Regions from separate parts of the Sus scrofa genome. Here region 1 is linked to region 2. The links are chromatin contacts, called in public HiChIP or PLAC-seq maps. All regions are on one chromosome and are shown on one strand. The core of a region is the stretch at or near the end of the contact, and the rest is flanking DNA. Distances in the headings are between cores, read along the strand shown. Region 1 overlaps NAPEPLD (N-acyl-phosphatidylethanolamine-hydrolyzing phospholipase D). Region 2 overlaps GSAP (gamma-secretase-activating protein).

Evidence for each region. HiChIP or PLAC-seq counts read pairs in DNA pulled down with a chosen protein or histone mark.
Region 1: an H3K27ac HiChIP or PLAC-seq map of alveolar macrophages shows a contact between it and region 2. The contact joins two enhancer-like sites. A contact is called at or near these places in 2 of 2 datasets of contacts at active chromatin or transcription factors (alveolar macrophages and skeletal muscle).

Annotation. Positions count from the first base shown.
Region 1 is chr9:103,276,275-103,280,982 of Sscrofa11.1, reverse strand. The region is part of intron 1 of NAPEPLD (N-acyl-phosphatidylethanolamine-hydrolyzing phospholipase D); the gene reads left to right. Among named protein-coding and RNA genes, the nearest start is that of NAPEPLD, 30 kb to the left of the region's middle. Within about 2 kb of position 2,067, at least 9 of the 83 cell types and tissues checked have an H3K27ac peak or open chromatin away from gene starts, as enhancers often do. A contact at or near this core is called in alveolar macrophages, where this site is marked.
Region 2 is chr9:102,716,497-102,721,049 of Sscrofa11.1, reverse strand. GSAP (gamma-secretase-activating protein) reads right to left here. Exons shown (of 32, transcript XM_021102559.1): 6 at 3,099-3,152; 7 at 3,065-3,096. Among named protein-coding and RNA genes, the nearest start is that of GSAP, 24 kb to the right of the region's middle. Within about 2 kb of position 1,644, at least 14 of the 83 cell types and tissues checked have an H3K27ac peak or open chromatin away from gene starts, as enhancers often do. A contact at or near this core is called in alveolar macrophages, where this site is marked.

The sequences.
Region 1 (4,708 bases), core at 818-3,317, 560 kb before region 2:
TGTTGGTGAGGATGTGGAGAAAAGGAACACTTGCACACTTTTGGTGGGAATGTAAACTGACGCAGCAACAATGGAAAACGGTATGGAATTTTCTCAAAGAACTAAAAAATAAAACTACCATTTGACCTAGCAATTCTAATTCTGGGTATATATCTGGAAAAAAATGGAAACACTAATTTGAAAAGGTACATGCTCTTCAATGTTCATAGTGGCACTATTCACCGTAGCCAAGATAAAGAAGCAATCCAAGTGCCCATCAACAGATGAATAGATAAGGAAGGTGTGGTATGTATATATATCTCTGCACATACATACACACACAATGGAATATTACTCTGCCATAAAGAAGAATGAATTCTGCCATTTGTAACAAGGTGGATGAAGCTAGAAAATACTGTATTTGAGGAAATAAGTCAGAGAGATAGGATATCACTTATATGCGGAATCTGAAAACAAGACGAATGTATATAGTAAAACAAACAGACTTAACACATAGAAAACAAACGAGTGGGGAGAGGAAAGGGGGAGGGGCAAGTTGGGGTATAGGATTGGTACAAACTGTATAAAATAGATGACTAATAAGGATATATTTTACAATGTAGGAAATTATAGCTATCATTCTGTAATAACTTTTAATGGCATATAATCTGTAAAAATACTGAATCACTATGCTGTACACCTGAAGTTAATATAATTGTATATTTTTTTAAAAAGTTGAAGTAGAAGAGGAACTCTCCAACATTCACAGGCCTGTCACTTCCACATCTTACTAGCCTTGTGCCCTCAGGAAAGCTAATTATCCTCTCTAAATCTCAGCTTCCTCCTCAATAAAAAGATTAACAATGCTGAATGCCTGAGGTTGTTATGAGGATTAAAGGAGATCTGTAAAGCACTCAGCATAGTGGCCAGAACATGGAAAATGTACAATAAATGGCAACTTAAAATAAGCAGAATCTCAAATGCAAAATTTGAACCAACACAGGTATATGGTATAAAACCACAAAAGCACATACAGAGATGGCTACACCATGAAGAGTGATGTGTGATCAAAGAGACATTGTAAATAGCAACTCAGTCTTTATATTGCGAAAAGAGTTGATAGGTTTTTGTAAGGTAAGTGGAAATGATGACCTCATTTCCACTCTAAGTTTTTCTGAGTATGTTTGTCCTTTGTTCTTTGTATCAAGGGAATGGAAGACATATTCGGAGCACTCATAGAATAGGGGGAGGATATGTCTTATGCCGACGAAAGAACACTGGTGTAGACTGTTTTATGAGCTATTGCTCAGAATGGTCTATAAGGATAGAGTTGTTAACTAGCTCCCATAAAATTCTGAAGTTGTAGCCTCTGCCTTGTGGCATACAAGGATGCAGAGCTGACAAATCATGCGTGGCTCCCTGCCATCCGCCCCAGTTAAGAGCTTCTAATCAGCAGATTGCTGTGCAAGGAATCTCATACTGTTAACTTCACTTAAAATTTGACTTTGAAGCAAGGTCAAGAGAGATGCTTAGATCGCATGGGCAATGAGCATCTAAGGATAGCCTGGAATTAAATCATCACACACATTGGCCTCATTTTTTTCTCCAGGGCTCTGGAAATCTTGCTGAAACAGAAATTTCCTGTCCTCTTGTACTTCCCTTCCATTCCTCCCCATTTCCTACTCCTGCCCAGCCCCAAACAGGCACTTCAGAATTCAGGGAATCATCATTCATTTCAGTCCAGACACAGTAGGAGTGTCTTCTGTGTGCCAAACACAGAAGTCGGTGCTAGAGATATAAAGATGGGTCAGGCAGAATGTCTGTCTGCGTGTGAGTAGCCCACATTCTGGTTTGGGAAACCGAAAGGGAAACAAATAATCACACTATAATTTGCTACCTGCATTAATAGTTTTCTGAAAGCACCAAAGCAGAGATGAGCATTCTGCTCTGAGAAGGTAGGGTTGCCTCTCAAATGTGGTGATTCTTGATTTGAACGTTGCTGCTGAAACCTCAATTCTCAGGGGTGAAGCCAGGAAGACAATTCTAAACAGAAGCAGCAATGTGTGCATAAGCTCAGACGTGTGTGTGGTTTACACATAGGCTTCGTGGTGGACAGGGTGGCTGGGAAGTGGGCTGGAGAGCAATTGCAACAGCAGTAACGTGTGAATGTGAAAGTCAAAGCTAATCATGTTTTGCCACAGCCCCAAATTTTAGAATTGGAAGAGATCTTAGAGATTATGTAGGTTAACCTCATGGCAGCTCAGACTTGTAGATAATGACTTGTTTATAACAGGACCAGAAGCAGTCTGTTGGGAGGAGAAAAAAACGTCCCCTTTCCCCTCTTCGTTCTTCCGGCTGGTTGAATAATTAAAATGACATCGTTTAACAGGAGAAAAAAAAATCCCAAATTTAATCACAGGGAATGTACAGGGAATCCACATAAATATGGGAGATTCCAAAGAGTCAAATAAAATGAGGTATATATATATCATCCTGGACCAGGGAGAAGGGTGCTGAGGGGCCTGGGACTTCACAGGAAAAGAAGCGAATTCATAGAAAGAAGGAAGAGAGCAAATGTTTAGTAAATAACTGTTTCCTGGGCCATACAGAAACCATGGGGCACCGAGAGGAATTTTAGCAGACTTGCCTAGGTTCCTTTCTGTCTACCACACCTAGTTCTTATTATACTGGAGAGAATTCTGGTGATAGTTCTCTTTCCTGGAATAGGTCCTCTCTCTAAATTCTTTTAGGCTGTTAAGTGGGAGTTGAAAAGAAAAACTTTGTGAAACTTCTGTTTCTTCCTTATGCCAAGAGACAGTGGCAAATTCTGCTTCCCTACCAATCTCTCCCAACACTAGGTCTTCTGCTCCTTTCTCCAAATCCTCCAGCCACAACTGCTAGCATCAGCCTGGAGAACTGGTCCTAGAAAGCCTGGAAATTGGGTCTCTCAGAGCTCAACCTGGAAGTCACAGTATAGCGTTTAAATCCATGTGTCCCCTCATTGATATTAGGCTGAGAGATATTTTATATATGTTGTTATCACACTTTAAAGACTACTTAAAGGAGAATATAGTAGCTTTCCATTACTCTTGTAACAAAGCACCATGAATTTAGAGGGCTATGCATACTTAGGTATTTTCTTACAGTTCTGGAAACTAAGAGCTGAAATCAGTTTCAATGGGCTGAAGGCAAGGAGTTGGCAGGACTGATTCCTTCCAGAGGCTGCTCACCTTCCTTGACTGTGGCTGTACAGATCAGTCCTTGCTGCTGTTGCCACATCCTTCTCTCCTTGACCTTCTTGCCTCCCCATGTGCTTTTTTTTTTTTTTTTTTTTTGGCCTAGTCCATGGTATGCGGAAGTTCCCTGGCCGGGGATCCAACCTGTGCCACAGCAGTGACAATGCCAGATCCTTAACCCACTGAGCTACCAGGGAATTATAAAAGCCCTTGTCATTACATTTAGGACTCACCTGAATAATCCAGGTTTGTCTCCCCATTTTAAGATCCTTAATCACGTAAGATCTCTTTTGCCATTTACCACATTCATAGATTCTGGGGATTAGGAGGTGGATTTTTTATGGGGAAGGGAGGATTCTTTGGTTTAGCATGGAGAGCAGAATTCTTTGTCCCTGAATTGGAAGTAGAAGACACGCAGGTGTTTGTGGCTGGGGACTTGGGAACTTAGGGGTAGGTGGGAAGGACTGGGACAAATAACCCTCATTAGTTGCCCAGCCTCTGCCCCGTTAGGAGGAAGAAGGCAAGACATCTTTTTTTTCCTCTGACTGCAATAAGTGCCATCCATGCTGAATTAACATTGGGATGGAAATGTGTGTGGCAATTTAAAAAGGGTTAGGGAACTATCTGAAAAATTTTTCACTGAATCACTGATGGCAGAGTCACATGACTAGCTGAGTAAATTTTTTGTTGTTGGTGGTGGTGGTTTTGGTTTTTGATTTTTTTTTAACAGGTGCAGGAGGTTCACAGTTTCTGATTCAGGACTGGCTGTATGTACAGTGTAGGACATGCTGAAGCAGAACTAGACCCAGGACAGAGGCTCCCATTCCAGGCCCTGTGCCTGAGAGCTCACTCCGGACTACTTTGTCTGTACCTCTCCAGATGCTCTCCAGGTACCTAGGAATTTGGAGTCCTGCCCAAATGGTTCCAGGGCTGCTTCCATAGCCTGCCCCGACCTCTTCCCCATCACCATCCTCCTGATGCCAGGTAGACACAGCTCTGTGGACCTCAAGGCCCATGAGTGGCCAAGGAGGGGCTCTTTAGGGAATGGAAGAAACTTGGACTTGGGGAATGTTCCACATCATAGTACAGGACAAAGCCTTGAAGCCAATGTCATGCACAAGGGGCCATTGTTCCCTAAGCACTCCCCAGGGTTTGGTGGAGAACACAGAGGGGGCCAAGAGCTCCACAGAACCTGGGCTTTTTCATCCTTACGAAGGTGTATTTTGTCAAGGTAGGAAGGTTGAATATCTTTTACTTAACCATTTGTCAGTTTGATTTGTGACTTTTAAATAATGAGACATGTAGCATGTGTACCTTGTAATACTATTGCCTTGGGGTCTGTGTGTACTGATGGCAGGCCTGGCCTGAGCTACACTCACTGCCGTGAACAGCTTGGCCTATGTCAGAGGTACCCTGCATTGCACAAGGCAGTGCAAGGAAATCATCATAAAGGGAAGGAAGTCAAGTCAAGCTTCTTTGGGTGGCAAACAAAG
Region 2 (4,553 bases), core at 395-2,894:
GAGATAACTCCAGTGACTTCATTCTTTTGTCATCAAAAGGGTAACTACAAATGAGCAGTTTCATTTTACAATATGAAAGAGCTTACTAGATAAGCTCCACTGGCAAATTTTGGGTTTTCCCTCTGAACTTCAGAGAATAATTAAAGAACAAAACCTTTTATGCCCTATATTACAGCCAGCAGCTTCTCTTCTCTAAAGACTAGGAAATATTTTGACAAAATTTTTACCTGGTGTCCTAACTTTTCATAATGACAAAATGGAAACAGAACTGGTCAACTTTTTAAATTGCTTGTGGTCAAGTTTCCCCTTTTAGAAAAACAAAACATTAACTATCATGCTTCACAGCAATGACCTCAAATTTGTAAAATAGATTGCAAAACAGAATTTAGCTGCAGGAATAACACAGACTTCATTATCTCCTGATTTGTGGAATTACACACATCAAAAAGGATACTTTGTGTGCTGGGGTTGAGGAGAAGCAAAGATGAGTGACGGCACATAAACAGTGGAGGAGTAAACAACCAGTACCTCAAAATAAGGAAAAACTACAGATTTGGCTTCCCTTGGGTCTACAGAGGTGGCCAGGGCGGTGGTAGTTTTTCAGGTGGTGGTAGTTTTTTCTTCCTAAAATGAGACAACCCTCAAGCAAGGCCTGGAAGTGAGAATACAAATAGACAGGCTTCAGACCGATCTCTACAAAAGTGTGTAAAGCTTGGGGCGAGGGGTGTTTTATTTGCATTGTGAGTAGGAATCTACATAGATTATATCATTTTAGGGAAATATGAATCTTCGCAATGATGGTGTTAGACTCTGATTACTAATATTAGTTGTTGAAAGGTAGGCACTATAGGCATGAAGACAGGTGTGTAATTATCCAATGGAACTCTCTGGAAGATGCATTCAGTCTGGTAGGGAACTCTCAAAGGGTCCCAGACTGGGATCCAAACTCCACCTATTACTGTCTTGCTGAAGTTCCTCTGTGAAGGGGGTCAGGGCTGTCCATGTGACTTAGGGAAATGTGCTACTGGAAATACTGGATGTTTTGGTAAGAAAAGGAGACAGATCCCAGGACAGGAACCAACTCAGTGGACCGTGAATGGTGTTTCTCTAAAGGAGAATGGAAGGGAGAGATGGGGGGCAGCTGGGGACTGGCCATGGATGAAGGTTTGAAGGAGTTTCTCTCTCCATGGACGTAAGCCTGAGGAGCAGGGACCAGGGCGAGGACCTGAGATGAGTGTGGGTTTACTTCACATGGTGGAGACTTCCTTTGACCTACAGATGCAATCATGCATCCTGAACTTTTCATTTTTTTAATTAAGATAAGATTCACACCACGGTTACCACTTTCACTACTACGTACACAATTCAGTAATGTTTCATATATTCACAGTGTTTTATGACCATATACTTGTAAAAACTTATTTCCTTTTGGCACTCTGATGACCTTTAGTTAGGTCCATCCTTCAATAATGTCTCATAACCTATAGAGCCCTGGAGGTTCCCAGGCTAGCGGTGGAGATGCTAAGGAAACCAAAAGAAAGGGCCAGAAAAGGGAAGTGTGCTCCATCCCACAGTCACCCTGAGCCCATGGCAGTGTCAACAGAGTGGCTTCCTGGGGGAGGGGACGAAGCTCCATGCCAGGCCTGGCTGGCAGCCAACAGTGGCCCTCAGGGAAGCCAGGCCTGGTGGTGAAAATGCACAACTGGAAGGACTGGCTGACAGTGGATGACCCCGGCCACTGGATGCAGGGGCGGTGTGGGGGGGCAATGATTCCCTCTCCCAACACACATTGTGACAGCGAGACCCACAGTCAGAGGCTGGGAGGAGGTGGGGGGAGGGGAGGCAGACACTCAGGCTATAAGAACCTGAAATACTGAACCCTTGCTCCCAGAGTAAATGCAAGGAGAGGATCCTGCAAGTCTCTAGTCACAATACTTTTGTCAACAAATTAAAACAAAACTTTGCCTAATGTGTTTAAAGACACCTTACTTCATATATATCATTAATTCGTTAGCAGTGAACCCACAGTCAATAGCAAGGGGAGGTTGGGATTAACATATATACAAACTGTATATAAAACAGATAACCCACAAGGACCTAGTGTATAGTACAGGGAACTCTACTTAATATTTTATAACCTATAAGGGAAGAAAATCTGAAGAAGAAAAAATACAATACATATATATATATATATATATACACACACACACATATATATACACACATATATATATATATCTGAATCCCTGTGCTGTATACCTGAAACTAACATGATACTGTTAATCAACTATACTTCAATTTTAAAAAGCACTATAACATATGCCTGGAGGAAGTTTATCTAACACCCATATTTCCTCCATAAAGCGCATCACACAGCCTTCTTGCAATTAGGAACACGAGACAGCACTTCAGCAATAGGCTTAGGGGACATTTTCAACAGCGAAATCATCAACTAAAGCCAAAGAGTGCAAAAAACACGGAGCTAAGTGGACTATGAAAACATCTGTTTACAATCTGAGAGCTGAAACAAAGAGGCAGTGTCACCTTGCTCAACCTCAGCCAGGAACATGTGCATCAGGTGACTGCAAATGACTGCAAATGAAAGCATCACGATTTGAGGGTTACACATACATTTTAGCAGGTAGCGGAATTTGCAAGTTCTAGACTGACCCTATCTAGACCACACATGTTATACATACACTGCCTCTGCATCAATTCATGGAGGTGATAAGTAAGGGATAATTACATCATGTAATCAGATGTTTAATCAGCCAACTCTATGAATACATTAGGTAAATCATTTTAAAACTTTTAAATGCGTCTTGATAGTCAATATTTTATGTTGAAAAACATTACACTGCTATCAGACAAACCAAGCTATAATAGAGACAGAGAGCTAGGTTTGAGTTTTTGATTTTCATGTTTGCAAAGGAAGAGCTGATTAATTCCAGCCATACCCATCTATTAGATTGTTTGAGGATGAAATGTGATAATGTGTGTGATGTAACACCACTGCCTCTAGGTTTCATACCTCTGACTAATGAGATAAGATATACTCACTTACCTGTACCCAAATACAGCTATCCACTGCTTTAGAACCTTCACATTGTTAACGGGGTGGATTTCAACCAACAAAGTTAAGCACTTTGATCCTACAAAGCAAAGAACACTTTTAGTAACGAAGTCCAGAATACCACAAATTATTTTCTCCAAAGACGTCAGATTTTTGAAAACATAATATGTGTTACTTACTGTATTGGCTACTCTACAAACAAATGCAGTTTTCTTAAAACTGATTTTGACACTTCTGCAACCCCCAAATAGATTCAGAAAACATCATAAAGGAGAAGGAACAAGCTCCTATCCATGTCTCAGACATTTTTACCACTCTGCACAGGCCCTCTCAGCTTCTACGTCTAAACAGACACAACTCATTTCAGTGTCAGTGGGCAAATTAATGAAGACTGTTTGTGGAGGAAAATACAAAGATATTTCTGATGCACGAACGTGTTATGGTGGATAGCAACTGGAACATGGGCTTTGCTTCCCTTAGGAAGGGTGGTGGAGCTGCCTGGATAAAGACCCACTCATTTCCTCAGCGTCACATCTGAGCAAATGTCATAAAAGATAGCAATGAGGAGGAAGTTTTGGACATAGGCTAGAATGAGGTTACCACAGATATCCAAAAGTTAGACCAACAGCTCCCCTCCTCAGAAAAGGAGCTGCCTTGTATTATTTGAATTCTTATAACAACTCTAATATTCTCAGGTTCTTTCTCAGTGACTTTATTTTGAATAATAATGTACAATTAGGGGCTGGTGCAGCAGCCTGGATTGAGTCAATGCCAGTTCTCACTATTTAAGAAAGTAACCTAACAGCACTGCTTTCTGTTAAGAAAAGTGGGGAGGAGGGAGGTAAAAGAATATAAGCAGAAATGAATCTGACTAGGATCCATGAGGACGCAGGTTCGATCCCTGGCCTTGCTCAGTGGGTTAAGGATCCACTGTTGCCATGAGCTGTGGGTAGGCTGCAGATGCAGCTCAGATCTGCCATTGCTATGGCTGTGGTGTAGGCCAGCAGCTAAAGCTCCGATTTGACCCCTAGCCTAGGAACCTCCATATGCTGTGGGTGTGGTCCTAAAAAGCAAAAAAAGAAGAAGAATGTAAAACAATTTCTGGGAGATTGCCTCACAGTTTCAAGGACTTGATATCTCTCTAAACATACCTTTTAGAGATTACTGAAAAAGCTAAGCAGTGTGTGGGTTATTCTGTGGGATCTAAAATATACAAAGATAGGAATTCACTGGTGGCCTAGTGGTTAAGGATTCACCATTGTCACTGCTGTGGCTTGGGTTTGATCCCTGGCCTGGGAGATTTCAAGCATGCTATGGCCATGGCCACACACACAAATAAATATACACACACACATGCACGTACACACACAAAACAAATGGAAAGCAAATGTTTAGTCAGTGAGTACTCATAGCTTAAAATAAAAACCCCAGTGACAAGATCATATACCAGTTCAGAAGTGCTGTATTTCTAATAGCTGGG